6 separate regions of the Mus musculus genome follow, and all the other regions are linked to region 1. Evidence: chromatin contacts called from public ChIA-PET data. All regions are on one chromosome and are shown on one strand. Each heading gives the region's core, a stretch centred on a gene start, on an enhancer-like site or on the middle of the called end of the contact. The rest is flanking DNA. Distances are from core to core; before and after follow the strand shown.

Region 1 (4,490 bases), core at 1,344-3,843:
TGTGGTTTGTGCTTAATCTCAGTGTAGAGAGGTGAAGTCTAGTGGGTCCCTGAGGGTCACTTTTCAGTTGGCTCAGGCTACTTAGGGACCTCTGGCCAGTGAGAATGCCTAAATAAAAATACGGTGGACAGCACCTAAAGAGGAAAACCAAGGCTGTCCCTTAGCCTTGACATGAATATGACACCACACACACACACACACACACACACACACACACACACACACACCCAGTTGCAGGTGGGTGGGGGGATTGTTCCAAACAGTATCCACTGTAGAAGCAGAGGGAGAGTAAAGAAAAACCTTAGGAAGGGCTTCCCTTTGCCTGGTGCCTTGCAGCTGTAAGGAGAGACAACACACATACACCACATACACACACACACACACACACACACACACACACACACACACACACACATACAGGAGTCATCCTTCTGCCTTCCCAAGACTGCTATTTGTCTGCAGGCTGCCGAAGTGGATAGCCACATTTCTGTTAAGCTTCTTATCTCAGGAGGTTTTCATTTCTTTGTCGCCTGCTCACCTGCTTAGTATGTTATAGTCAGAGCCACCTGATCATTTTTTTTTAACAAATAAACCCCACTTTGATTTGAGCTCTGACTCCATCACACATTTGCCCAGTGGGCAAGCCACCTAGCTCTGCTGCAAACCTCTGTCCATGTCCCCGAAGAACGGACCAAATAGCAGATAGTAGTGCTCATGGTTAAGAAGTCAGGCATGGGAGCCCAGGCACGTAGCCGGCACAGAGTAAAGAAATGCTGTGAAGAAATCACTATTGAAACTAACAAATCGTCCTCTCATTTGAATCTTCAGACTCGACCATCTACGTGGTACAGTGATGAGCTCATGGCCTTTCCACTGTTGAAGCTCTTTTAAGACACATCAGCCCGGGACAGTGGTGACTCCTTGTGTTCCGATGGCCCCGTTCCAAGGCAAATGTTTAGGCTTGGCGGAGGGCTTGACAAGTTGCAGTCAGTGAGAGTTCTGTGCTTTAAAGAGAGATAAACATGGAAGCCTTTTTGTTTTGGGGGTTTGTTTTGTATTGTTTTTAATTTGGAGGGGGTGGAAGAGCTATGAGGAGAGGAGCTGCTTTCTCAGCAGGCATATAATAGCCATACAGGTGCACTGCCTCCTGGTGACACAGGGTGAACATTTGACCCACAGAGCCCGGTGAAGCCATCCCTGGGAGAGCCTGGAGCAAGTGCAATGCTGACTGTGTGCAGCCCTGTTTGACTTGGCTGTGGGCCCTGCAAACCTGGCAACGAGTATAGCCCAGAGGAAAACAGCCTTGACATTGACTCTGGTCAGTGCCATGCTCCGGGCCACCTGTGGGTTTCACAACCTTCTTTCTATTGCCCACAGCATCCTGGCCGGTTAATTTGTGTTCCCAGAAAAGAAAGATCCCATTGCTCTCTTGCTCTGGTGCTCAGTATCTGGTCCAGGTCGATGCCTAAAGGCACTCACCTGTGTACACCTCCTAGTACAGGCGCTGGGCCAGCTGTACCCTCAGAAGTCTTTGTTCATTCCGGTTTCTCTCCTGTTTCCAAGCACCAATAAATATGCAAGTTCTATTGCGATGGGGAAGAAACTAACTAACGTTCAGTAAGCACCTGCCTGGAGCCAGGTGCTGTCACACACAGCACCTTGTTTAATCCTCACAGCAGCGCTATAGGCAAAAAGTTAATACCTATATTCACTTGATAAAGAGGGTGAGCTTCCGAAGGCTTAAGCAATCTGGAGGCAGAGTGCATCGGTATGGACCAGATTTGCCTCCAGTCTTCCGAATCTCAGTTTATAGTCTGCATTCACTGAGATGCCTCCTACGATGTTCTGGAAAGAATAGTGCAGGTGGGGTTTGGGGAGCTCTGATATTGTGATTTTCAGATGAATCATTGCTTCACTTAATGGTTATAAAATGAAGGAGTAGACAGGTTGTCTCTCAGAGTGCTTTTGACTTGAATGTATTACATATTACACGCACACATCAACAGTAAATATAACATGCATGGAATTACTGCAGAGATGGGCAGAGCTGTGCTCTTGATGGAGTTCTATCGTGGACTCTGTGGAGGAGGTAACTCTAAAGGTATCCAGGAACCTTCCTATACCAAGAGAAATGGCATAAGCTTCCAGTAATGAGGGCCATTTAATTTATATATTTACAATAGCCCATTGCTCACAGCTCAGCAGTTCCTCCTCTGGTCTTCCTTTGCCCTGGCTAATGGCTCTAGTCTGATGTGTCACAAATACAAGAATCCACACTGAGGCCCCCAAGGGCAGAGCAAGCTTTACAGCCAAGATACATGGCTACACCAAGGGTAGCCATGGGAATGATTGGAGAGGGGACTCTGTGCCGGGAACCACGGTATGTGAACACTTTCACCATCCTCACGGCATACACAGAGAAAGCAGAGGCAGCAGCAGCGCTATAGGCAAAAAGCGAATACCTATAATCACTTGATAAGGAGGGTGAGCTTCCGAAGGCTTAAGCAGAGCTCACCGATACAGACCAGACTTTACAGCTGGGGAAACTGAAGCCCAGGAAGTTCACACACTCAGCTCCTGGTGAGGGGAAGCTTGGAGCTTAAGCCCATTGGTTGCTCTAGCCAGAAGAAGTATGCCTGTGGTCTTTCTCTTGTGTCCTCATGCCCTGATCTCAAAAACAGAAGCTGCAGTGGAAAAAAAAATAACAGAAAGAAACCAAAGGTTACTAAATAGGCATGATGTGCTGGCCACGTGATGTGAGTCATTTGAAGTCATTCTTGTAGCAACACCTTGTTTTTTGTGGTATCTCGAATAAACCATGGCTGAGAAACTAGAACAGGTCTGTTGTGTAGGGAGTAGAGGTTTTGACTCCCTGTGGTCTTTCTGACTACATGTTCTACGTGTTACCTGTCACTGGCTGTTGGAGCAAGTCGGTTTTCCCAGGCTGTTCCTCTCCCCAACCCCCATCTGTAACTGCTTCCCTCTTTGTTTCTGGCGTGAGAATGAATCAGTTGCCAGTACAATCTTCAGGTCCTACTTATGTTGGGGAAAACCTCAACTGAATAATGGAAATGAAGAATGCTAAAACATAACTCTACCAAGTAGAACATTTAGATGTGTGCATTTACTTAATGTCTTCAGATCTATGTTCCCATGGACCAGGGAGGAGTCAAGAATAGCATAGCAATGATTTCAGCCCTCTGGATCCTAGTGCAGCTCGCTGTAGGGAGCCAAATGCCCAGTGTCTTTCCCTGCTGCCCTGTGAATGGATGCTGCAATTACAGGTGACAGAGCCTCTTGGGCCTTGTGAGCTTCTGTGTGGATTCTTGTACTCGTGACATGTCAGCGTATACCAAAGCAGAGGAAGAGCACTCCAGGACCTGCTAAACTACCACTATAATAGGCTATTTAAAAATACGTTGAAGTGCCAGAAAGATGGGTACCATAGGCCTCTAAGAACACATTCAAACAGCCGTCTTGAAATATATTTAATTTATGAAATCTTGCTATTAAAATCCAATTGACTCAACCAGATAGCTATAGTTTTAAGGTAACCACCTTCAGGGGAAGAGTAAGGAGTAGGAGAGAGGAAGCCAGAGGGAGAGGAAGCAGAGACAGGCTGTTGCAAATTAAGGAGGCATTTCTCGGCAGGCATTGCGACCCTCTCCCCAGGTGCAGCAGAAGCACTCCGTGGCTGGTGTTTAAACCTCTTTTTACACATGCTTCTTCCCCCCACCCTCATTCCACGTGATCACGTGTGTCTCCAACCTCTACTTACTTACCAAAATGCATGACAATCTGTTCATAGGAATGCAAGCTAATCCCATTTTAAAGTTAGGCAATTGTCAAATTGTTTCAAGCTGTGAGAGAACAATGTCAGACAATCGTCTAGGCTGTTTGGAACCCCCTGGAATCCCAAATTTGATTCCCAATCATTCACTTTCTTAAATCATCAAGAAAAAAAATTTTTTTTACTGTAAAATAGCAAGTGTTAAAGTTGAAATGGAGACCTCACGTTGCTTGCTGATTTAAGAAAGAGCAAGCTTTTGGAAGTTGTTTGAACACAGGTGCATAGGAACCCAGCGGGTCTCACTCACCTTTTGGCTCCATTCCAAGTCCCATGTCAAGAGGGACTGTATATGCCTTACAAACGAGGAAGCTTCTGGCAACTGTGAACCAGGCCTCTGAGGGGAGCTCCGGGTAGGTCTGAAGGGCCAAGCCAGGCCTGGAGGGCCAAGGCAAGATGTAGTCAGCACAGGTCAGATTAGCAAACATGGCTGTGTAGATGAGAAGAGCAGAACATCAAAAAAGAGGTGTTCAGAGGTTTCTGAGAGGAGGGGAATAAATAGAAATAAATGCAAGCTAGAAGACCTGGAGGACTGCAGGTGTGTGTGTGTGTGTGTGTGTGTGTGTGTGTGTGTGTGTGTGTGTGTGTATGTGTGCTTGTATGTATGTATGTGTGTGTATGTGTGTATAATGTGTGTTTATGT
Region 2 (4,490 bases), core at 1,157-3,656, 740 kb after region 1:
GCCAGGAGCACACACTGCTACGTCAGTAAGGAAGACAAAAATAAATACAACGTTTAGAAAGATGAAGAAATGCTATGGTTTTCCTTCCTTTGAGGGAAAAACTGTCTGCCAATGAAATTCAGTCCTCATCACGAGCAGCAAACTGGAAGCTGCTCTCTAGAGCATCTCTGGGTCACCAACAGAATGTCTCTCTGGAGACCTAGCCCACAATGGGCCCTCCATAAGGGGCCCTTCCTACCCTGAGGGCATCAGAAGATTCTCCTTGCCACTAGAGCTGACTCCTGAGCAATGTGGAGTTAGGGAACCAACGACCCAAAGTCAGGAATCTGGATAGAGCTCTTGGCTCCCTAAAACTCTTGCTAGTAGCTTGCTCCTAAGCAGAAGCCTACCTGAGAGCAATGGGTCAGCCCTTACTTTGCATGCTACATATATTATACAAAAGATACCTTTGTATGCAGCTTCCTGGGCAGATAATCTTCCTGTACTCCCACAGCATCTTAAGCTAACTCTTGAGCTCATGAAGCAGCAGGAGATGGCTCTGACAGCCAGTTAGGGCCTCACACTGTGCCTCAACTGCATTTACGTTTCTCTCATTTCAAGTGTACTATGCAATGGTCTTGGTGTTCATAAACTTGGATACATTTTAATTATTTAGAACATATATATATATATATATATATATATATATATGTATATATATGCACACACACACACATATATACATATATATGTATGTGTGTGTATTACTTTTACTATACATTTTATGCATTTATGACAAACCATTCTCCCTTACTTTTCCAGTATTTCTAGACAATGCCTTCTCAGAGTGTTTTGCGAACTTTGTAAATCTTTTTCCTCAAAGCAATTCACAGCTCTGTGGGGCCACAGAGTTCAAGTCTATGTAGAGGCCAAAGGCCACGCTGGTGAGAGTAGTGTAATCATCCAGGAAAGCTTCAAATTCCCTAACACAGTCAGGAGGCTCGCAGCACTTCAGGCAACCTGAGACCATGTTAATGGCAGGCCAACCTAATGATGGTGTAGCTGCCTTAGTCTGTCTAAGTGTACTCTATGTGCAGAGGACTGCCTATGGGATTCCCAGATCATTCCTGTCCTTAAGAGATGTACGGGCATTTGCAAAACCTCAAAACTTATCTAAATTATGCCTCTTGCACCTAAGAAACATCAATAAATGAAACACCTGTGCTAATCTAAACTGGCTGTGAGCACGGACACTGCTTTCCACCGATAGCCAACTTCACCCAACTGAAGCAGTTTGAGTTCTGTCTTTAAGGACCTGGGTAATCTTAGTAATAATGTAATTAAATATGCTGAGCTTTAGTATTCCCGAAATCAAACCAAAGAAACTGGCCTGCCTTTTCAGGTGGTAAAGCACAGAATCAGGGTGGCCTCTGCAAGGGCAGGAATGTATCACATGACCTATTAACCACAAAGGCTGCAGCCTGTTCACATTCTGGGAATGGGCAAGGCAGGCCACAGGGATGGCCTCATCTGGCTCCTGCTCCTGTGTCCTGGTGTAAGCCCCTATATTTCACTTGCTCCATGGAAGCTAGACCAGACCCCAGGATCCAAGCTGTGCCTAAGGAAGCATCAGGAGAAAAGGGAAGCTGAAGCTGGCCCACGGGCTGCTCTTATGAACTCAAGTACAGATTAAACTTCAATTATGAGAAAGGAGTCCTCTACCTTCGGACAAGGATACACTCGTCCTTTCCAACTCTAACGCTCTAAGAGCGTATCTCAGGTCTGAGAGCGTACCTTCACTTTCACAAGATCTGGCATGCATGTTCTCTCAGCCATAAAATTATAGGGAGCAAAACCAGCACGGAGCTTCTATTCCAAGCCCCTACTTGGTGAGACACTCAGATAGTTATCTATAACCTACCTGCTGGTTTGGCTGTACTTTGTAGGCCACGACCTCTATAATGTTAGTGTGAGCAAACTTATCATTTCCACAAAGGTTTGCTTTCCAAAGGTTTGTCAAAATTTTTGAGTGGTAAAAACAGGTGAGTTCATCTAAATTTTGCAAAGACCATAGTCGGTTAACTTTTTGGCCTCATCTCTTTGTATGTTATCATGGGTCTGTAATAATATCACAATTTGTTATGAAATGTTCATTTATCTCCTAGTTATCTGCCAGTGGCCTTTCTCATCATGTCTATGTGTTTATGCTTGCTGGCCAAAGAGACAAGACCAATAACCAGCCTTGCTGTGCGCGTCCAGCACAAAGGGCCACTGACTCCCCCGTTGGCTGCTGGTTCAGCTAGCAGTGTGGCAGAATGAGCCCCAAAAGCTCATAAATTTGAATGCTTGGTCACTAGGGAGTGTCACTATTACGAGGTGTCACCTTGTTGAACTAGGTGTGACTTTCTTAGAGGAAGTGTGCCATTGGGAGCTAGGCTTTGAGGTTTCAAATGTTCAACCCAGGCCTAGTCAGCAGTCTGTCAGTCAGTCTATCTGTCCACCTTCTTCCCTCCCCTGCTCTGTCTGTCTCTGTCATCTCTGTCTCTCTCTTTCTCTGTCTCTGTCTCTGTCTCTCTCTTTCTCTGTCTCTCTCTCTCTCTCCCTCTCTCTTTCCTGTCTGCCAATCCAGATGTACAACTCTCAATTCCTTCTCCAGCATCATGTCTGCCTGGATACTGCCATGTTTCCCACCATGATGATAATGGACTGAACCTCTGAACCTGTAGGCCAGCCCCAGTGAGATGTTTCCTTTATAAGCATTGCTGTGGTCATGGAGTCTCAAGGCCTAAGACTGGCAGGTTCTTTAGTTTCCATCACTGCTTTCATTGGCTTTGAACAAATGTCAGCTTGCTTTTCCTAGTCTTCTACAGGACACAAGTTACCAGCTGTTGTCACTATTAATTTCTTAGAAGCACAAGAAGCATGGTGAGCATCTATTATCTACTCTACCAGCTACAAGCTACCTTTTAGTGCTAAGAACGAGAGGTGTGTTACTCACTGACACAGACGCTGCCCTATGTGACGTGCCTTTATGTGCTAGTATTGAGCTTCTAAGCATGGCTCGGGAACTGCATTATTCCCCTTGCCCCCCCCCCCCAAAAAAAAGAAACCTTATTTCAAACCGTGTAGAATGCTCTCCTTAATGGACCCAGAAAAAACAATTTACTGACACATTTTAATTACAAGTGTTTGCCTACATTTCCGTACACAGGAAGAGCTAGTATTTCTGTATTCATCAAAAGCATTAAATCTTTCGTAATATCAGATTTTCATCAGAAATTCACTGAGTAATTTTAGTCTCTAGAACTGAATTGCACACATAATCCCCTGTAGCAAAGGCTCTCTGAATAAACTGAAAGTCACTTTTGCATACAATGTTGATCGTCCATAGGCCACAGAGTCCCTAAGCACCCAAACGGGACTGCTGTGACTCAGTATGCCTGTCATTTGTAAATAATTGAATTACACAAACATTTCAGCTAGAATGTCAATGACTTAAGAATCATCTCCTCATTGAAAACAACAAAATGGTTCCATTTTTGTCTCTTAACTAGATTAATTAAAAGGAAATGAAGGTTTAAAAATTTATCACCTATTTAAATATACGTGTTAAGTTAAATGTTCTTGATAAACTCAGGATGTAATACCTCAGCCTGTAATTCTCCGGTGCTTAGAGCATTTTAGAATAGGTCTAGATCAGAGAGACCATGTTTGCACGTGATAACATACTCTGAGCATAACACACAAGCTGGGTTCCTCAACTGCATACTGACTGACTAAAGTACGATTTTATGGCTGCTCATTGCAGGCATTTCTTATTAAATATAAGGTCTGGAAGGATTATTACTTTAGTGGCTTCCTCTACAATCTGTTGTGTGGTTATGTACTGTTAAACAACTTCCTTTAGATGCTGAGCCAGTGCTGGGTCTGTCTAGATGGTTTATTTTCATGACTAACAGAAGGAGAAAGTAGTGCTGCAGGAAGATGCCATCGGTGGAGACACTGAAGCAAGTGAGGAGCTAGGGACATGCTGATTTGCAGCACCCGGCTCCTGTGTCCTCCTGTGTCAAAGGTGATGTGTGACACTTTCAAAGCCATTCTACAAGAATCACACCAAGTATAGACTTTATAAAAAAACACTTAGAAAGGAAAACAACGTTTGGCACTAAGGAAAAATCCATCTGAACACGTGTGATGACTCCTGGAAGCAGCCCTTCCTTACTGAAGAAAATAAGCCCTCTCACATCTCTGAGAAAGGGGAAATGCAGGAGGAAACATTAGCTCTGGAATGAACTCATGAGCTGTAATTATTAGTGCTTGGCTACTCTACACTGCCCATCACACCATAAGTGAGTTAGTGCCAAATGCTTTAAGACATCATTACTGCTGCAGAAGCAACGAGACACTAGTGTTCCACGCCACAAGAAAGTTACCCATTACCCTCGAGGAGGCTGTGGGTGAAGGAAGGCCCTCAGCAGCATCCTCCTTGATTACCTCCTAGCAACATAAAA
Region 3 (4,490 bases), core at 1,384-3,883, 600 kb after region 1:
AAACATGATCGATCGCTGGGCAGCAGAACAAACCCTTCCCATGTGTGGTCCTCCTTCACATTTGCTGGCATCATAGATGGGTCTGATAATCCTGTATTTGCCTCACACTTGAGAGGAGCAAGCATGGTCTGTAAGCCAGATGTGCACTGGAAGCTAATGGCCTCTCTTCACAATGAGACATTCGTTGCTAAGGAAGGGCAGCCAGGTGGAGAGCTGAAAGCTGCACCTGGGCCGATAGCTGGGTAGCATTGCTGAGCCACTAGTGTTTAAAGGTACCTTCTCAATGGCCCAGAGACACAGCTGCCTACGACGCCACCCCTGGTCGTCCTTTCCTGATAGCAATTACCCTTTTTGCACCTAAAGTAGACCCAGGAGTTCTTCTGAGAGCCGCCACTGGCAGGAAGTGACCGAGCTGTGAGCCACCAGCTTCACTGTGTGACGCGCTTTGTGACAAGCTGCCAGGGCCAGGAGCTGTAGCAGCTGCGCTTGAACTTGTGGCTGGCTGCAGTCCCTTGGAAAGGGAAGGGGCACATCTGGAAGGCGGGTCTGAGTGCCCCATGAAGCTCAGGGTGAGATTCCTTCCCTGTGTGGAGAGGTTGCAGGGAACACCTGCCCTGGGAGCAGGTGGTCCCCTATGCTGGGCCCCTGGGCTATTGCTTGGGTTAGCAAGACGTGCTTCAGCTGAGTCTGACTCACTCTCGTTCCTGGAACCGTCTGAAGGCGGGAGAGGATGCTGTGGGTAGGCTCCAACTGTATCATCTGGGCTGGGGCCGGTAGCAGATGGTCCTTATTTTAAAAAAAAAAAAAAAAGACATACTTCCATGTGGGCTTAAAATAGCACAGTTTTCACCACCGGCCGAATGGGGAAATGTACGAGCTAGTTGTTCACATGGGAGTGGGCACTGTGGGCTTATAAGCAGGAATGAGGGGGTCTAGGCATCAGATGTGGCCAAAAGAGACCATGGTGACCACCCCATGCCTGCCTTTACTTTGTCAGCTGGCTTACCAACCCAAGCAAAGCCTGTAGCAATTTCAAAACCTCAGGATCCTTCCAATTGCCTCAGTGAGCCTTGGAGAAGCCACAGACCTGATACACAAGGCTGAACACGGGGACAGCAGCACTTCCTACTGGCCTCTCATAGGCAGCTGGGGAAACCCCTTCTTCATGCAGCAAGTCGGGAAGATATGGATATCCAACGAGGGGTCTGAAGGTAATGTTGGTCCTGAGCTGATCTCTGTACTTGAGCCTAGAGAAATGTGGAAGCCAGCCTCTGGTTCTGCCCCAGAGAAGCTCTCACATCTGTCCCTCACAGTCTGTGTCTGTGGCAGGTTACTTCCTCTTTGAACCTCAGTTTCCTTATCTGTCAGATGGAGCAAACATGGGGACCTGCCATGGGAGAACCCCAGCTCATGCAGGTACCCTCCACAGGGAACATGGCATGGCCTGTCTCTCTCTAAGGGACAAGAAAGCCCTTGGCCTTTCCTGTCTCTGCTCACACTTAAATCTCACTATGTTTTGGCAGGTAGAAATGTCAGCTCTAAGATCCTGGGCCCCATGCTACCCTCCCTGAGATGCTGCTATGTGAATGTGGAGGGAAAGAAACAGAAGTTACTGCATCTTACTCCATCCTAAGAAAGGCTACAGTGGGCAGCCCTGATTCCCTCCTGCTGTCCAGAACCTGAGAGCCCAGTAAATTGGAGCCTAGGCCACTGTGGCCTTTGAAAGACAGACAGAAGACTTCCAGACACGCAGCAAAGATAAGAAAGCTGCAAGGATGCCAGAGGCCTCCCAACATCCAATCCAGACAGAGCCTTGTCTGAGGTAGAGGTTTCCAATGAGTGAGCCCCAGGAAATCTTAAGTCTTGGGGATATGGCATACTAGCAGAGGGGCAACAATCAGCTCCAGGGAGTAAAGAAATTAAAAGCAGCCCTTGTTGTAGCTTGTGCCAATTTGTATGGTATAATCACTCCTGCCTTGGCTAATGTCATCACTGAAGGCAAATTCAGGACCAGCAAAGCATAGTCAACTGTCCTGAGCAGCAACATCTCACACTCAAAGCATATGAGAACAGATGGCTCTTCCCATAAGATTCTTGCTACCTGCCCAGAGGACCAAGAACAAACAGTGGCATGTCTCGGCTGGAAGACAGAGGAGCAGAAGGGTTGTTGAGTGTTACAGGTTGGCTAGGAAAAGTCCCACACCGGCTTGTGTGTTTGAACACTTGCTCTCCAGCTCATGGTGCTCTCTGGGAAGTTTCTGGAACCTTTTAAAGGTGAGGCTGTGGTGATTTAAAGAATAGTCCCCTTGGGCTCCTATTTTGAATACTTGGTAGAACTGTTTGGGGAGGATTGGGAGGTGTGGCCTTGTTGGAGAAGATGTATCACTGGGGGTGGACTTTGAGGTTCTAAAAGACTCCCAGTGTTCTTCCTCTACCTCGTGGTTGTGGATCAAAATGTGAGCTGATCTTCCCTCCTCCATCACTCATTGTAGTCCTCTGAAACCATAAGCCAAAATAAATGTTTTCTTCTAGAAGTAGACTTGGTCATGACGTTTTATCAAAGCAACAGAAAAGTAACTAAAACAAGGGCCTACATGGGGGAAGTGGATCTCTGGGGAGGCAGGCCTTGAGGTTTACAGTCCTGCCCAACTTCCTGCCCCCTCTCCACTTCGTGGTCCACATAGAGATAAGCATATAGCTGTGTGTTCCTGCTAGCTTGCTTTCTCTATCATGACAAACTATACCTTCAAAATTTCATCCCAAATAAATCCTTTCTCCCTTAAGTTGCCTCTTGTCAAGTACTGGTCATAATAACCAGAAAAGGAGCTACGACACAGGGATAAATGAGAGGTTAAGGGACAGGCTCTTGGGCTGGGCACTAGTTAGCTGTGTCTAGGTAGATCTCCAGTCTGTTGACCTGTGTGGCTTTGGGTACTTTGGCCTCTACAAAAACAGAGAAGATTAGCATCTAGCTTATTATATGGATAAATGTGATGGTTAGTGGTGATTAACAATTGATTGGGTTGAAAGATACCTGGGAAATTAATAAAATATATTTCTAGGTGTGTCTATGAGGGAATTTCCAGGATTTCCAGGGAGGCCTAACTGAAAACAGAAAGCCTTTCTTGAATGAGGGTAGCATTGTTCAGTAGGCTGTGGACCCAGCATCATCCTGTGGGTCCAGCTGGCATTGGGGAGGGTCCAGCATCATCCTGCTGATTCCCTGTGCTTCCTTCAGAGTATGGGTGCTGTGTGACTGCTCATTTGTGTGGCAAATTAACACCTGGCTCTCCCACTGGGCAAGGAGTCCACAAGGCATAGTTGACAGGTATTTTTAACAAGGTTACTCTTTGCCATGAGATACTGTGAACTACAAAATGTCCCCAGCTTTTACCAACTGGTTGCTAGGAGTGTTCCGAGTCATTGAGATAAGAATCCATGCCCTTGGTCAATTCCATTTCATCCTAAGAGCTGGCATAGCCTATAAAGAGACCCCTCATTCTAGGTACTGGAATCCATGAGTACAGGAGTTCGACCTTGGTTTGTTCAACCCATCTCTAGCCAGTGGGATCTCAGAACAAAAAGTAGATTCTAAGAAATGCATGCTGGTAGATGAATCTGCAGCCCCTACTTACAGGCTGCTAAGCAAGCTATTCTGACTTCAGGATGAGACCTATAGGAATCTGACAAGTAGGGCCTTAGGAACACAAGATTCCAAAAACGTCCTATCTTCCCAGGGCTCAACTGGGCAGGACCCAAAAGCCAGCCCTCCTATCACTTCACCTTCCCTAGCATCCCAGAGCCCAGGAGATGATGTAGCTGCTTCTTCTGCCTTGTAGCAGGAGGTAGAACTGCTCTCTCTCTCTCTCTCTCTCTCTCTCTCTCTCTCTCTCTCTCTCTCTCTCTCTCTCTCTCTCTCTGTTAGAATCCTTGTACTCCCTGTCTACTGCCAATCTTTTGAAGGCCTGACCAGTGAACTACTATTCAGTGAGAAGCAAGCTGGGAAGCAGGAGCCAATCACAGACAAGCAAGTGAGCACAGCTGTGGGGATGTAGAAGCCACTCAATGTTCCAGGGCAATGTAGAAATTCTTAATTCAAACCCTTTCCTCGGGCTTCTAGTTCTCTCTGTCCATCACACTGTTGAGTGTCTGTCCAATCATCCAAATGCTGGCCACTTGAGGATCCACAAGGAGCATCTGGCTCTGTGTTCGTTCCACTTAGTCAACAAGCACATCACCAACACTCACATGTGTCATGCTGTTTGCTCCAGAATTGACATCCATACTCCCCTGTGTTGGCCTCGCTGTATCACTGTCTAGCTATTCCATCCAACTTGACAAGATGGCTTTGCACTTGACAGTGCTAGGCCCTGTTCCCACAGTGTCCAACAGGTCTCCCATGTCCAACTCTGATCCTAATGAGCTCACAGCAGATGCTGTCCCTTGTCATCATCTTGTTGATAAACTTGTTTTATTTAACTGAGCCCCTT
Region 4 (4,490 bases), core at 1,488-3,987, 570 kb after region 1:
CGTACGAGTTTCAGTTTATTCCTCCAGTAGCCTACCAGAGGTGGATTTTTAAACTGATAAACACACCTGTGTTTAGCACAGAAAGAGAGTTCGCCCTGCTCCCTAGTACTGGTCCGGGAACAGTAAGCTTTATGGGCAAAGGAGCAAATTGACGTCTCCCAGGGAGTCGCTTCTGCTCCTGAGGAAGGAAGGCGCACTGTCTCGTTAAGCCCTTTGCTCCAGGAGGTAGTAGTATTATCCCCATTTTACAGACAAACAGACACACTGTAAGTCCGGTCTGTGGAGCGCCTATATGCCTTTGAGCCCAGGAAAGCACTGATGTTTATCCTAGAAACTAGGAAGGTTGGTTTGAGGAATGCTTAAAAATAGGCATTTTCCTATTATATTTTCCCACCCTTAGAACAGGTATTATGATGCAGTGGAGGGGGAAAAAAAAACACATGGTGACTCCGTTCCTAGCAAAATGTCATTTGTCCCCTTCACCCTGACATCAGCAAAGCCCACGAGGATAAAGACAGGCAGACAGAGACAGAAACGCCCCCCCCACCCCCCCACCCCCCACCACCCCCCACCCCCGTCACACTGGTTTCCTTTCCACACAGGCTGCAGCTCGGGTGGGTTTGGGGGTGCTGAGCTGCCTGCTGTAAAATCAAGGGCAAGCTGGAGAGCTGCATCTTCTCTTTGAAACAAGCCCTTGTTCTGACAGTATCTCATCCCCTGCTTCATGCTACAGACAGGACCATGCAAGGGAAGCTGGACTTGTGATACATCTGTGAGCAGGGTGCTTAGGCCCATCCAGGTTCGAGGAAGACTATTGCCACGGCCACCGCTCTTTCCCCCTTTCCCTTTCCCCCTCTCTCCCCTCCCCTCCCCCCACCCCCACCCCCCCACTCCGCCTCCCTTGCCCTATGTCTCCCTCCTCCCCTCCCCCCTACTCTCTTCTTCCTTCCCTTCCTCCAGGGCACCCGCAGGCCCCCAGGAGACCGGAGCATCCAGCAAAGCCGATCTCTGTGAAATGTTATCAGAGGAAACACTTGAGAACAAGTAGCTACACCTGCTGTCACCGGCTTCCTGGGCCCCCAACCTCCATGCAGGTGTCTCCCTGGGAAGAAAGGACTCATTCAGGCCTGTGGTTGGTAGCTTTTCAGCCAAGTTCCTCGGATATGGCAGAAAGGAAGGACATCGGGAGGTGGGAGCAGAGCCCTCCCAGGTGCCTCAGGCTCCGAGCAGGCCACCTAACGTCCCTTATGGTGGCCCTCGGAAAGCAGGATGCTCTGCAGCTCACGTGATCACGTGTGCCCTGGGTCACTAAGACTAGAACACTCCCAGGGCTTCATGGAGGCAGTGTGAGCCACAAACATAGTGTATGGCTCTGCAGAGAGAGAGAGAGAGAGCTGGTGAGCCCACTAAACCCCGTGAGTTCGCTTACCCCAGGGATATTCCACTGCTGTGGCATCCTCCCCCTCACCACCCCGACCTACACACAGCATTCCAGAAGACCCTGAGCCAGCAGGCTTCTTCATGTCTCTCTCCCTGGGACATCAGCCGAGCACCTGTCCGCCCACACGCAGGCGCCGCACCTGGCCACCTGGCCTGCAGAAAGCCTCTGGGGCCTTTTCCCACGGATTCTGACCAACTTCTGCCCCCACATCTCTCTGCCTCGTCACGCTTGGGCATCAACCTTTAATGGTCATTCTCCCCCAACCCCCCAAAAGACTTGACGTTCTCTCAGGCCCACAGCCTGGTTATTCATGCTTGTTAACATCGGCTAATTCTCGATAAATGCTCACCTGAGCAAGCCCCCTTAGATGCAGGTTCATCTCACTGCTACAGTAGGAGCCGAGGCTAGGAGGGAAAACTGTCTTCATGATGTCCAGAGCGTGTGAAACAGCAGGCCTGGCATTTCAAGTTCAGTTGAGTTCTGATCCACACATACACACACAATCTTCTTCGAGGTAGTAGACACCCCTTTGGGAACAATCAGGACAATGGTTGTTCAAGTATGCCATGGACCACGAAGCTCACAAATGGGGATTCGAAACTGCCTACAGTGAAAAGGACACACTGGGTGCTGGGATGTGTTTACCTCCTGTGTCCTTTCATCTGCATGGGACTCATGTCGGGCACGGGAGGGACCGGGAGGCAGGATGGTAAGCACAAATGAGGCTGCCGTCAAAGACTTGGAGGAAGCCGGGTGTTCAGAGCCCACCAAAGAGCACATGTGTTTGTTGACTTTTTAGCATGCCAGTGTCTGCTCCCAGTACAAGTAGCTAAAGTGTCACCATCCTGCCTTCCAACAGACTTCTCCAGACAGGACTGGCCTCGGAGGAAATAAGAGGTCATAAGGGAACACAAGAACCAGGAGTGGGGGATGGGCCTAGTTGCCAGTTGTGTGACCCTAGACAAGACTCTGAAGTCCCTGGGGCTGGGTGGCAAGGCCTTAGTGACCCCCTGCTAAGATATACATGAAGCCATTTGAGCATGGTCAGTCCATAGGATCCTCCTACCTGGGGGGGGGGGGGGTCAGGGGGGGCAGTGACCCTGTCTCCACAGTACAGCCAGCCCCTTGCCACATCAATGGCATCCTGGAGCCTGCGGCTTTGTACTGCTAATGCCCAGTGTGAGCAGACCTGCCTGCCACACAAGGCCCCATGAAGAGCTTCAATCAGCATGGGAGAGTATTCACAGCACAGAAAAGGGAAATGCTGACAAGCATAGCTTTTTGTTTCAGGGCCAGAAGTGGTATCTGGAGTTAACCATTCACCACATTCCGCTGCAGCCATGGGTAACCATGCAGAACCATCCCATCCTCCACCCGCTCTGCCCCACCCTTGCCTTCCTCTTAGTACCAGGAAGTCCTGCAAGGGACGTGGAGAGCCCCAGGTAGATATGTCCTAGTGATGACTGCAGGGCCAGAACACTGCATCCTGTTTGTATCTGGGGTCTCTAAGCAGCACACCTTACCTTATCACACATCTATTGTTTCCCTGCCCTCCCTTTAGTGTGTGTGTGTGTGTGTGTGTGTGTGTGTGTGTGTGTATGTGCATGTGAGTGTGTGTGTATGTGTGTCTGTGTCTCTGTATTTATGTGTGTGTCTCTGTGTGTGGTGTGTATGTGTGTATCTGTGTGGTGGTATGCATATGTATGTGTATATATATATGTGTCTATATGTGTATATGTGATGTGTGTATGTATGTGTGTGGTATGTGTATGCCTGTGTGTGTGCTGTGTATGTATATGTGTGCTGTGTATGTGTGTGTATCTGTGTGGTATGTGTGTGTATGTGTATGTATGTGTGTCTGTGTAAGTATGTATGTGTCTGTATGTTTGTCTGTGTATAGGTACCTCTATGTGTAAGTGTGTGTATGTATGTGTGTATGTGTGTATACCTGTATGTGTGTGTCTGTATGTGTGTGTATCTCTCTCTCTCTCTCTCTCTCTCTCTCTCTCTGTCTGTGTGTGTGTGTTTGTAGACTAGAAGTTGATATCAGATGTCTTCTCTACTGCTCTCCACATTATTTTTGAGACAGTCTTGTCACCAACTCTGTTGCTCACAACTGCCTAGCGTGATGATTGCCAGCATGCCCCAGTGATCCTCTTAGCTCTCTGCCTCTGTGGTGCTGGGATTACAGAAGGCCATACTCCCGGCTTTTCATGGGATCCTGGGGATCAGAACTTCGATCCTCTTGCTTCCTTGACAGGCACTTTACTGACTGAGCCATCTTTCCAGCCCCTGTTAATTAATGCTAACCAAGAACCCAGTGCAAAGGAGATGCTCCGTAAATGCTCACTGAGCAAACACCCTTAGCTGCTTTCCATCCCCACTGCAACAGACAGACAGACCACCAAGGCTGGGAAGAAGCCACCGAGCTTATAAGGCAGGTAACCACTGGAGCTCAGATGGTATTGCAGTGTGAAGTTCCAGGCTCATTGTGAGTGCTTGCCCTCTCTACATTCTCCTAAAAGACAGTGGTCATTGCCGGGGGAAATCGAGGCAAATGGGCTGGGCTTTGGTGTCCCATCCTAATAGAAGCATCTATGTTGGAGCTCTGGGTCGGGTACACTGGACACAGCTGTTTGTGCAGCACCCCACCCCCCTTCACTTGTGGTCACCAAACTCCCCCCACATCTCCCCTCCTCCTTGCTCCTTTGATCCTTATGAACTCTCAGAGAAAGTGCCCAGTGAAGGGCTCTTGAGGCCTCGCAAATCCAGGAACAAAGAGCTACTCCTCCGGAGAAGTACTTCTGAGACCTTAGACCATAAGTTGCTGTAGCCGGAGAGCCCCACTCTGGCTTATCACACACACTTCCTTATCCCACAATTGGGCAACCGGAACTTTTCAAAGCCACTTATCTGAGGGATATAGAACTGGGGCTAAAAGCTTCCAGTGTCAAATCAGAAACTGAAAAACATGGTCCCTTTCCATCATGGGCCTACCTAAAGGAGAATGTGTTCCTGAGTCAAACTTCTCTTGAAGAACTTCTCTTGG
Region 5 (4,490 bases), core at 1,330-3,829, 540 kb after region 1:
ATTTTTTCTTTTTTAAAATTTTTTTTGAGACAGAATTTCTTTGTATAGCCCTGGCTGTCTTGGAACTCACTCTGTAAACCAGGCTGGCCTCGAACTCAAAAATCCGCCTGCCTCTGCCCCCCCGAGTGCTGGGATTAAAGGCATGTGCCACCACTGCTCAGCTGATTTAATTTTTATTTGTGTGTTTGTGCATGTGCATACATATGCATTCAGGTACACATGAAGACCAGAACTCAATGTCAGATGATTTCCATCTATCACTTTCTACCTTATTTTCTGAGACAGAATCTCTAACTGAACTAATGCTCCCTGATTGGCTAGACTGGCTGTCCATCAAGCTCTGTGATTTGTCTGTGTCTGCACACACACCCAGCCCCGAACACCCCAGCACTGAGTTACAGATGCACACCACCATGCCCAGCATTTACATTTATGCTGGGGAATCTGAACTCAGATCTTTATGCTTGAGGTCCAAGTCTGGATTCACAACTGGGATATCTTCCAAGCCCCTAAATCAATTTTAATAGCTTTTAAATAGTTTATGTATGTAAATGACAGAATTTATTGTTGATGCCTCTATCTTAGACATTAAAATGGTTTCTTTCCCATACATTTAAAAATGGGAATCAGTGCTCACAGACCTGCCCTGATCCTGAAGTGAACTCCTGGGAGTTAAAGTGCAGAGCTGGGATAGAACATTTCAACAATACCAACTTGCTATCTGAAAAGACATTGCATGTCATGCTGCCTGCTGTCTTTGTCCCCTGTTGGATACAGAGAGTGCTGTAGAGTTCATAATAAAGAAGGGGTCAGGGCTGGAGAGATGGCTCAGAGGTTAAGAGCACTGACTGCTCTTCTGAAGGTCCTGAGTTCAAATCCCAGCAACCACATGGTGGCTCACAATCATCCGTAATGAGATCTGACTCCCTCTTCTGGAGTGTCTGAAGACAGCTACGGTGTACTTACATATAATAAATAAATAAATCTTTAAAGAAAAGAAGGAGGAGGAAGAGGAGGAAGAGGAGGAAGAGGGAAAGGGGAAGGAGGAGGAGGAGAAGGAGGAGAAGGGGGAGAAGGGGGAGAAGGGGGAGAAGGGGGAGAAGGGGGAGAAGGGGGAGAAGGGGGAGAAGGGGGAGAAGGGGGAGAAGGGGGAGAAGGGGGAGAAGGGGGAGAAGGGGGAGAAGGGGGAGAAGGGGGAGAAGGGGGAGAAGGGGGAGAAGAAGAAGAAGAAGAAGAAGAAGAAGAAGAAGAAGAAGAAGAAGAAGAAGAAGAAGAAGAAGAAGAAGAAGAAGAAGAAGAAGAAGAAGAAGAAGAAGAAGACGACTTCTTGTGTTTTGCAGATTGTATCTTGGATATTCTAAGTTTCTAGGCTAATATCACAGCAAAACCTCTCCTGGGCATATACCCAGAAGATGTTCCAACTGGTAATAAGGACACATGCTCTACTATGCTCATTAAGCAGCCTTATTTATAATAGTCAGAAGCTGGAAAGAACCCAGATGTCCCTCAACAGAGGAATGGATACAGAAAATGTGGTACATTTACACAATGGAGTACTACTCCCCGCTATTAAAAACAATGAATTTGTGAAACTCTTGGGCAAATGGATGGATCTGGAAGATATCATCCTGAGTGAGGTAACCCAATCACAAAAGGACTCACTTGATATGCACTCACTGATAAGTGGGTGGTCCTTTTCTTAACTCCTGGGCTTTGGTATGGGACAAGGGATGGGGATGCCAAGGTGTCAGTTGTCAGATCTCAAGCTCACTCCTCACTCACAGCCCAGAGCCCAAACTCCCCCGTGTCCACGGGTGCCCAAGGGCTGAGGAGAACATCATTTAGTGGCTATAAGAGCTTGTGAGCCACTCATTGCACCATACACTGAGGGGGGGTGGGTAACTCAGCGAGATTGAGAAACCTCAGTTTCTGCTTCCTAAATATCTAATTCTTTATTTAAGATTTGGCCTTGTTGCCAGAAATTAGCAAGTGACAATGTATTTTGACTCTTTAAAGTGTGCTGGGAACACATGAATCTACTTTTCCATAAAAGAGATTACTAATCGATACTTAAATTTATGATGGTCAGAAATGATATATAAGACATTTCCACAATGTTAAGACCTCGAGAGTGAGTGAGAGGCTGGAAGATAGCTCAGTGGGTAAAGCGCTTTCTACACAAGATCCCAGAACCTTCGTAAAAGATGGATGCCACAGCACATCTGACCAAAACGCTCCTACAGAGAGACAAGGGGCAGAGACAGGAGCTCATAAGCCAACCAGCATGTGTAGCAAAAAACCACAGAGACCCTGTCTAAAACAAGCTGGAAGGTCCCTGATATGAGTCACATGACACTGTGAGGGTGAGAGAATAAATTAGAAGTCTAAAGAACCCAACTCGTATAACATTACCTGCCTGATTCTTCCTCTTTAAGGACTTACCCAGCCATCTACCAGCAAGCACAGCTACCAACTACCAAATGCATATATTCTTGGCACGCTGTCTTAGACTGTGCAAGCTCTGTGATGTGGGTAATATTGTTTTTCCCATGCAGATGACTTTTTTATTGTGGTAAGAACTCTCAATATGAGATTGCCCGTGTTAACAGACATGCAAGTATTCAGGAAATTGCTGCTCACTGGAGGCCCAATGTCTATAGCTTATACATTCAGCATCAGGGAAACTTCCTGTCTGTTCCCTTCTCTCTCCACTTCCTGGTATCATTCCATTCACTGAGGCCATGAATGTGGCTACTTCCAAATGCCACAAGTACATGAAATCATATAGTGTTTGTTTTCTATGGCTGGCATATTTTACTTAGTAAATGTCCTCAAGGCTTACCCATTCCTTCTTCTTGAGGGCTAAATAATATTCCATCCTTTGTAGATGCTATGTTTTCTTTACACATCTTTCTGTCAGTGGACATTTATTAGGACTGTTTCTACATCTTTCCTATGTAGGCAGTGTGATTAAACCCATTTAACAGATGAGCTAACTGAGAGTCAGAGAAGTCAGGAAGCCCTCAAATTCAAGTACCCTTGTCAAACCGGGTCTTGACTGACTCCCCACCTTCTCCCTGCCTATGGCTTGTATACCTCAAGCATTAGCAGTCACATAGAGGGAAGTTGCCAGAGTCCCCTTTCTCTCTGTTTTACAGGTAGCCTGCAGATCCTGCCAGGCCTGCCTGCAGGTGCTAAATACGAAGGGAGCCAGGCAAGGCTAAGCCATCCTATTTTAAAGGCCCATTTCTACCATTCCACATTATCCTCCTCCAACCTGCAATGAAAACACACAGGGGAGGGGTGTAAAAGTCTTGTGGTGTGTGGCCTGGCCGGGCATGTTTTATACCCACAGGGTCAGTTTCCTTGGGCTGGCAAGTGCTAAGTAGGCTGCTGGCTTCCAGGGATATCCTAGCCAGAGAGAGTAGAGTGGTGAGAGAGGAAACAGTAGCCAATTAGGACAGTTTTACTGCCTGGAGTCCCAGGAGGGGAATCTGGGCCATCCCCGTGGAGAAGGGATTGGCTGGGAAAAGATTCACGAAAAAGGAGGTGCTGCCATGGTGTTAAGACCAGACTGAAGAAAGAAAGAGACCAGTGACCTTGTTAGGCATCTCTGTGTCTCTGTAGGGATGGGTGGACTAAGGCAGTGTGAGTCACCTGGATGACCCACCAGCAGTTCCTCCTGCCCTGAGACGGGAGAGAAGGGTGTACTTACACGTGGATGCAAGGCAGAGAGTACGCTCTTCACCTCAGCACTAAAACACGAACTGAGGAGCTGGGCGAGGAGCCCTTTGGGATTTGTTCCTTCTGGTTGGGAAATGCACCCAGGAAGGTTAGTTAGGAGGGTTCGAATGAAGAATCTCTTGGGTGAGTGTAACCAAACAGCCTTTGCGGTCCCCCTTCCTTGGGAACTTACCGGACTTAACAGGAAGTCCCCTTTACCCAGACCACTTCCCAGCATCAGAAAGAACAGGACATCCTGTCCCCACAGCTCTGCAAGGTCAAATCAACCAGCGGCATCTCTGTCCCCTTTTCTCACCAGAGGCCAGCGCACGGCCTCCTCATCAACATTCTGCCGGCTGGGCGTCGAAGCTGCGGGAACTGAGAAGTAGGTCACCCCACAGGCTAGGAAGGCTGCTGTGTGGTTTCAGCTAACTGGGTTGCTGGAAAGCCCCCCTGCCCACAGTTATCCCCTGAGTCACCACCTCACAGTGGCGAGGCAGCAGGCTGACTCCGTCTGAGCTCAGCTCGCAAGGCTGTGCTGTGTGGGGCATGGGAGGAGTGAAACCCACCTCTGAAACAAAATCCAATAGTATCACCCTTCAAGAGCCTTCCAGAAACCAGCCTTGGTAGAGGAGCACCCGGGGGCACTGTTGGGGAGGACTCTGCCTTTGTCCTAGATCCCCAGTACTCTGACAGATCTAAGCACTTGGGCCACAGGAGCTGGAAGCAGAAGTGGCCCAAAGGTCTGGGAGGTTTCAGGGGACACA
Region 6 (4,490 bases), core at 1,444-3,943, 520 kb after region 1:
AGCAAGCCAGCTCCTGGCAGTCCTTTTTCATTTTAAAAATTGTTGTATGGATTTGGGTGTGGGCTGTGGGGTCATGTGCCATGGTTCGAATGTCAAAGTCAGAGACCACCTTTATGGAGTTGGGTCCTTCTATTTCCACGTGGGTTCCAGGGATAGAACTCAGGTCACCAGAGCTGCATGGCAAGCACTTTGCCTGCTGAGCCCTATTGGCTGCCCCTACGTCCAAGTCTGTTGCTCCATGATCTTCCCCACCTCACTGACCATCTTCCTGGTAGCAATGACGTCACCTGTTACTCAGTCTTTGTTCGTTGAGTCAGATAGTGGCCACTCACTTTCTGCATACGATGCCAGTGCTGGGACATGATAGAAAACTAGCGTTGCTCTCCTAACCTAACACCCAGGGAGGTTTCAGTATGAAACCTTATTGATGCTCCAAAGGAGTGTATCATGTGAAGACAGAAGCCCTGGGCACCCTTAGACCTCCATCTCCCTCTCCCCATCTTCTCCCTCTCTCCCCCTCCCTCTACCCTTACCCCTCCCTCTCTGATTCTCTGGGTTCTAGAACTTTTGTTTAACCCATCGGTAACATAGAACATAGCCGACCTCAAGATTAGCTATTCTCCAGACCTGAAGCAAAAGCTTTCTCCGCTCTTCTGCCCAGTCCACCTCCCCACACCATCCTCAACCCCACAGCTGTACAATGCAATAGGCCAAATATCATTCAACCTTACCAAGATCAAGATAAACCCCTCACTGGGCCTGTTACATGGCCTCCTTTATCATGACATGTCCTGTTGTCACCCTTCAGCCCCAGACTGACCCAGAACAAATCAAGTCTCACAGGGAAGGCATGGCAAGCAAGGGATACTGAGGAATTAGAGCTATCACCTATCACAGAGCACTGGCTGCAAGTGTCTGGGCACAATGGGACAGGCTTATAATCCCAGGATTTGGGGGGGGGGAGGGGCAGAGACGGAAGAATCAACAGTTCAAGGTTAGCCTTAGCTGCTTATAAAGTACCAGGCCAGCCTGTGGTTTATGTGAGACTGAGTTTTTAAAAAACAGAAGAGCAACAAGACCAAAACCACAGTGCCAGTGAGTGGAGTGTCAGTATTTTCTACAAGTATTGAGCTGTGGCCAAGTGAACTTCTCCCCTCTCAGCTGTGTTCTTATCTACATAGGGCAAAGCAGCATTTTTTTCCTGCCCCGTTGCTTTGAAGATGGCAGATAGGAGGAGGAAGAGGAGGAAATGCTTACAAGGGATCAAGTCTAATTGTCATGGCATAAACAGCAACTACCCTTAAAAATCTCTCTTTCCGTATCACTGTCAGATACTCCTGAAGCATCGCAAGACTGCCACCTGACCTTCAGAGACTGCCAGCCCTCAGGCTCATACACTGTCAGTGAGGAGACGGAGATGGCCACACAGGTTCTGTGGAGAAGAAGGGGTTAAGAACGGTTGACATTTATAAACCGGAGTCTAGGAAATACAAATGGTTGCTAACAAAAGCCATCTGGGAAGAGTTGAGATGACTCAGCAGGTGCCATTTCCATTTCTAGAAAAACAACGCAGACCACCTCAGTCTCACCTGGACCTAGCCTGTAGCTCAGTTGTAGTGAGTTATAGCTCAAGACAGACGCTACACGGGCCAGGGCTTTGCACAGCCCTCTCCAGTCACCGCCTGGAGTCAACTCGAAGTCCCAAGCCCACTCCTTAGAGCTCTCAGTTCAGAAGAACCTTCAGGGGGCTTCCTGGAAAGGAATTTCAGAAAGGACCTGACCTGAGATGCTTTCAACTGCAGGAGGCATTCCAAGGGCGGGCAGGTGCAGCCTTGTGGGGCTGCGTGCACATTTCCTGCTGGCTGCTTCCCAGCCTGACTTGCCAGCCAGCACCTACATTGGTTAGAGCACTCTGCAAACCTTTGTGCAGCCCTGGCTTCAGCTCAATAGTCCAGAGATTTCCCTTTGAGTCACGCCACCTTCAGATGCTCAGACTGAGCAGACAAACACACAGAGCTTTCTTAATTTTTTCAGTTTTCCTAAGTGCTTAGTGGTAGTTTGATGGCTAACCTAAAATCGCATTGTATATAAAGTTGAAGCAAGAAGTACTGACTAAACCACAGCCCATGCCTTCAGTAGAGCTTTTGCCAGTGCAAGACTTGACGGCTGTCCGGTGCCAATCAAGTTTCCTCCAGACCTCAGTCTCACCACGTCACACTATCTGAAAGCAGCTGGCCATTCCAGTGTGGCTCCACTAAGGAATCCTGGAGCCCACGTTAGCCAATGGCTTCCGCTTGGCTTAGTAGTGACGTAGACTAATAATATCCTCCTTCCCATGGCCTCTCTTTCCCCTTCTTCCCATCTCATTAAAAGAAAGAAAAAGAAAACTTTTAGTAACACATCAATAGCTGGATTAAGATCCACATTGCTTAGCCAAATGACCCAACCATAAGATAAATAGCTAGGAGCCCCCACTTCCATACTGGCTGACACCAGGCTCTGTTCTGAAGAGATTTACAGATTCATTTCTCCCTCACACTGATTCTATGCAGCTGATACTCTTATTCACACACACCCCACTGGACAAAGGAGGAAGGTAAGGCACAGAAAGAATGAAATCGCATGGCACTGACATCCCTGAGGTTTGTGACTCAGGCTCTCCATTCCGTGTGGCACGGTGCCAGGCACAGGCAAGGCGGAAACCATGGTATTCGTTCTTAAGATGCCCAAGGATTGTAATCTGTCTTTATCCAGACCCACTGGGGCTACGACAGAGGAAGCAGGGCACTTCCTTTATGGAAACCGCAGGAGCTAATGGCTTTTATGTCCCCCCAGTGAAGGGGCCCCTGGAGTCCAGAATCATCTTATAAAAATTTCAGGATGAAACCTGTTGAGACCACTATCCTCTGGGCATCAGCTGTGGCATCTGTAGGCCAGTGCCTAAGAAGGAAAGGCCACTGGCTAAAGTCTGGATGTGTCTTGCTGCAAACCATTACCAGTGAGAGGGAACCATCCCCCCCTGCTCCTAACAGGGGCATCGAGGATGCACGGCTCAGTTCTAGAAGTCAAAGCAAGAAACAGCAAGCAGGCTGGTGCCTCTCTGCTGAGGACCTAGAACTTGGCTTCCTGGCTTCTGCACAAGGCAGACACTCTGCCCCATGAACAGAGAGATGTCGGGGCCATTCTGGACTTGACTCTCTCTGCCCCACATCACTGGATCTCTCTGGAGGAACATATGATCTGTTGTGGTTTGAGACTGAGCTGAGTAACCCAGGGGCGTCTAAAGAGTGCGCCTTCTTAGAGCTTGGTCTGCACCTGCTGTCAGGACAAAGAACCGAGATTCAAAGATTTCTGAGCAGGAAATGTCGAAGAATAGTATATCTTGATGAAGGCGACCAAGAATATGAAAACGAAGCGCGTGCTCTGCTCACAGGGGCTCCGGGCCTACACATCTCCAACTCGCCCAGCCTGAAGCTCTTCAAAGGCTTTGAGGCCTGTGCAGGCGGCTGGCAAGTGTAGGGTACCCTCTTCACTCTGCCTTTCACAGGTAACCCACCGCCCACCAGACACCCAGAAAGATGGGAGGATGCTGGCACAGGAAGGCAGCTGTGAGGAGCAGGCCCCTCAGATAGCTCAGTTATCTAAACTTCAACCTGGAAGTTCAAACTCCGGCCCAGTTCCCTTGCTGGCTCCAGAGACTTGGCTTAGAGGTGGGCATTGCGCAAGTTACCTGCCAGGACCAAAAGGGACTCAAAAATCCTAGGGGCTTAGATGCACTGTGGACACTGTCAGGCAGGACTAGAGATGGTGTCCAGCCAAGGACACCTGTTGCCCCGGAATGTATTTGCCAGGCCCTGCATCAGCTGCACGTCCTACTGTGTGATTGTACAACTCAGTGTTGACGGCCTCCAATCTATCCAGAGTGTAGAATGTGGGCTCGGAATTGACAGGACTCTTAGAGCAGGGAACCAGAGTCAACAGCTCTTGGCGCAGTGCTGGCGTCGTGGGGGAGTGGAAGGGTCCACACAGCCAGCTCTTGTCCAGGCACAGCCCTGGCATGCCCTCCAGGCGTGGAAACTGCTCTTGGGCAGGTGGCTGAGGCTCAGAGAGGGAAGGGAATAGGGACATGGGGTTAAGGGACCTTGGTGGAGCATGCAAGGCTGTCTTCTGGCGCACCCACACCTCTGGTGACAGCAGCACCTGCCTTGCAGCTGGGTGCCCTCTTCTCCCCCACCCTTCCCCCAAAAGCCCCAGCGTCCTGCCAGCAGCGCCTGGCTCCACCTACACCCATCCTTCCAAGCAGTGGGACCCAGGACAGGACGCCTGCCTGCCTGCCTGCCGGATGCGGAGGTGGGGACTGGTAGGGGGTGGGGTGAGGGTGAAGGCAGGCCAGGCTGGGAGAGGCTAGGCCCACGGTGCAATCAAACATTCTGAAGAGCATACAGGGTTATACCTGTGATCTAGGTATACAAGGAAGCTTGCAATTTTAT

The links. ChIA-PET counts read pairs in DNA pulled down with a chosen protein or histone mark.
Region 2: a contact with region 1 is called in an RNA polymerase II ChIA-PET map of memory CD8 T cells, with 7 times the contacts expected there. The contact joins two enhancer-like sites. A contact is called at or near these places in 4 of 115 datasets of contacts at active chromatin or transcription factors (astrocytes, embryonic stem cells, large pre-B cells and 1 more).
Region 3: an RNA polymerase II ChIA-PET map of memory CD8 T cells shows a contact between it and region 1, with 4 times the contacts expected there. The contact joins two enhancer-like sites. A contact is called at or near these places in 1 of 39 promoter capture datasets (liver), 2 of 484 Hi-C or Micro-C datasets (cortical neurons and liver) and 3 of 115 datasets of contacts at active chromatin or transcription factors (CD8 T cells, memory CD8 T cells and pancreatic cancer cells).
Region 4: a contact with region 1 is called in an RNA polymerase II ChIA-PET map of memory CD8 T cells, with 6 times the contacts expected there. The contact joins two enhancer-like sites. A contact is called at or near these places in 1 of 39 promoter capture datasets (liver), 4 of 484 Hi-C or Micro-C datasets (all in liver) and 6 of 115 datasets of contacts at active chromatin or transcription factors (CD8 T cells, T-cell acute lymphoblastic leukemia, embryonic stem cells and 3 more).
Region 5: a contact with region 1 is called in an RNA polymerase II ChIA-PET map of effector CD8 T cells, with 11 read pairs. The contact joins two enhancer-like sites. A contact is called at or near these places in 1 of 39 promoter capture datasets (liver), 5 of 484 Hi-C or Micro-C datasets (all in liver) and 6 of 115 datasets of contacts at active chromatin or transcription factors (CD8 T cells, T-cell acute lymphoblastic leukemia, effector CD8 T cells and 2 more).
Region 6: an RNA polymerase II ChIA-PET map of memory CD8 T cells shows a contact between it and region 1, with 8 read pairs. The contact joins two enhancer-like sites.

What each region holds. Positions count from the first base shown.
Region 1 is chr12:25,782,829-25,787,318 of GRCm38.p6, reverse strand. No RefSeq gene overlaps it. Among named protein-coding and RNA genes, the nearest start is that of Gm29835, 190 kb to the left of the region's middle. Within about 2 kb of position 2,593, at least 29 of the 459 cell types and tissues checked have an H3K27ac peak or open chromatin away from gene starts, as enhancers often do. A contact at or near this core is called in CD8 T cells, effector CD8 T cells and memory CD8 T cells, where this site is marked.
Region 2 is chr12:25,041,232-25,045,721 of GRCm38.p6, reverse strand. Kidins220 (kinase D-interacting substrate 220) reads right to left here. Exons shown (of 32, transcript NM_001081378.1): 26 at 4,420-4,476. Among named protein-coding and RNA genes, the nearest start is that of Id2, 53 kb to the left of the region's middle. Within about 2 kb of position 2,406, at least 1 of the 459 cell types and tissues checked has an H3K27ac peak or open chromatin away from gene starts, as enhancers often do. A contact at or near this core is called in memory CD8 T cells, where this site is marked.
Region 3 is chr12:25,185,549-25,190,038 of GRCm38.p6, reverse strand. The region is part of intron 5 of Gm36287 (a long non-coding RNA gene); the gene reads right to left. It overlaps Gm36496 (a long non-coding RNA gene), which reads left to right. Exons shown (of 3, transcript XR_381348.4): 1 at 1-569; 2 at 998-1,211; 3 at 1,524-2,534. Among named protein-coding and RNA genes, the nearest start is that of Gm36496, 3.0 kb to the left of the region's middle. Within about 2 kb of position 2,633, at least 10 of the 459 cell types and tissues checked have an H3K27ac peak or open chromatin away from gene starts, as enhancers often do. A contact at or near this core is called in CD8 T cells and memory CD8 T cells, where this site is marked.
Region 4 is chr12:25,215,223-25,219,712 of GRCm38.p6, reverse strand. Gm36287 (a long non-coding RNA gene) reads right to left here. Exons shown (of 9, transcript XR_003950180.1): 7 at 1,791-1,968. Among named protein-coding and RNA genes, the nearest start is that of Gm36441, 7.9 kb to the right of the region's middle. Within about 2 kb of position 2,737, at least 93 of the 459 cell types and tissues checked have an H3K27ac peak or open chromatin away from gene starts, as enhancers often do. A contact at or near this core is called in CD8 T cells and memory CD8 T cells, where this site is marked.
Region 5 is chr12:25,239,935-25,244,424 of GRCm38.p6, reverse strand. No RefSeq gene overlaps it. Among named protein-coding and RNA genes, the nearest start is that of Gm36441, 33 kb to the right of the region's middle. Within about 2 kb of position 2,579, at least 106 of the 459 cell types and tissues checked have an H3K27ac peak or open chromatin away from gene starts, as enhancers often do. A contact at or near this core is called in CD8 T cells and effector CD8 T cells, where this site is marked.
Region 6 is chr12:25,266,709-25,271,198 of GRCm38.p6, reverse strand. No RefSeq gene overlaps it. Among named protein-coding and RNA genes, the nearest start is that of Gm46343, 35 kb to the left of the region's middle. Within about 2 kb of position 2,693, at least 77 of the 459 cell types and tissues checked have an H3K27ac peak or open chromatin away from gene starts, as enhancers often do. A contact at or near this core is called in memory CD8 T cells, where this site is marked.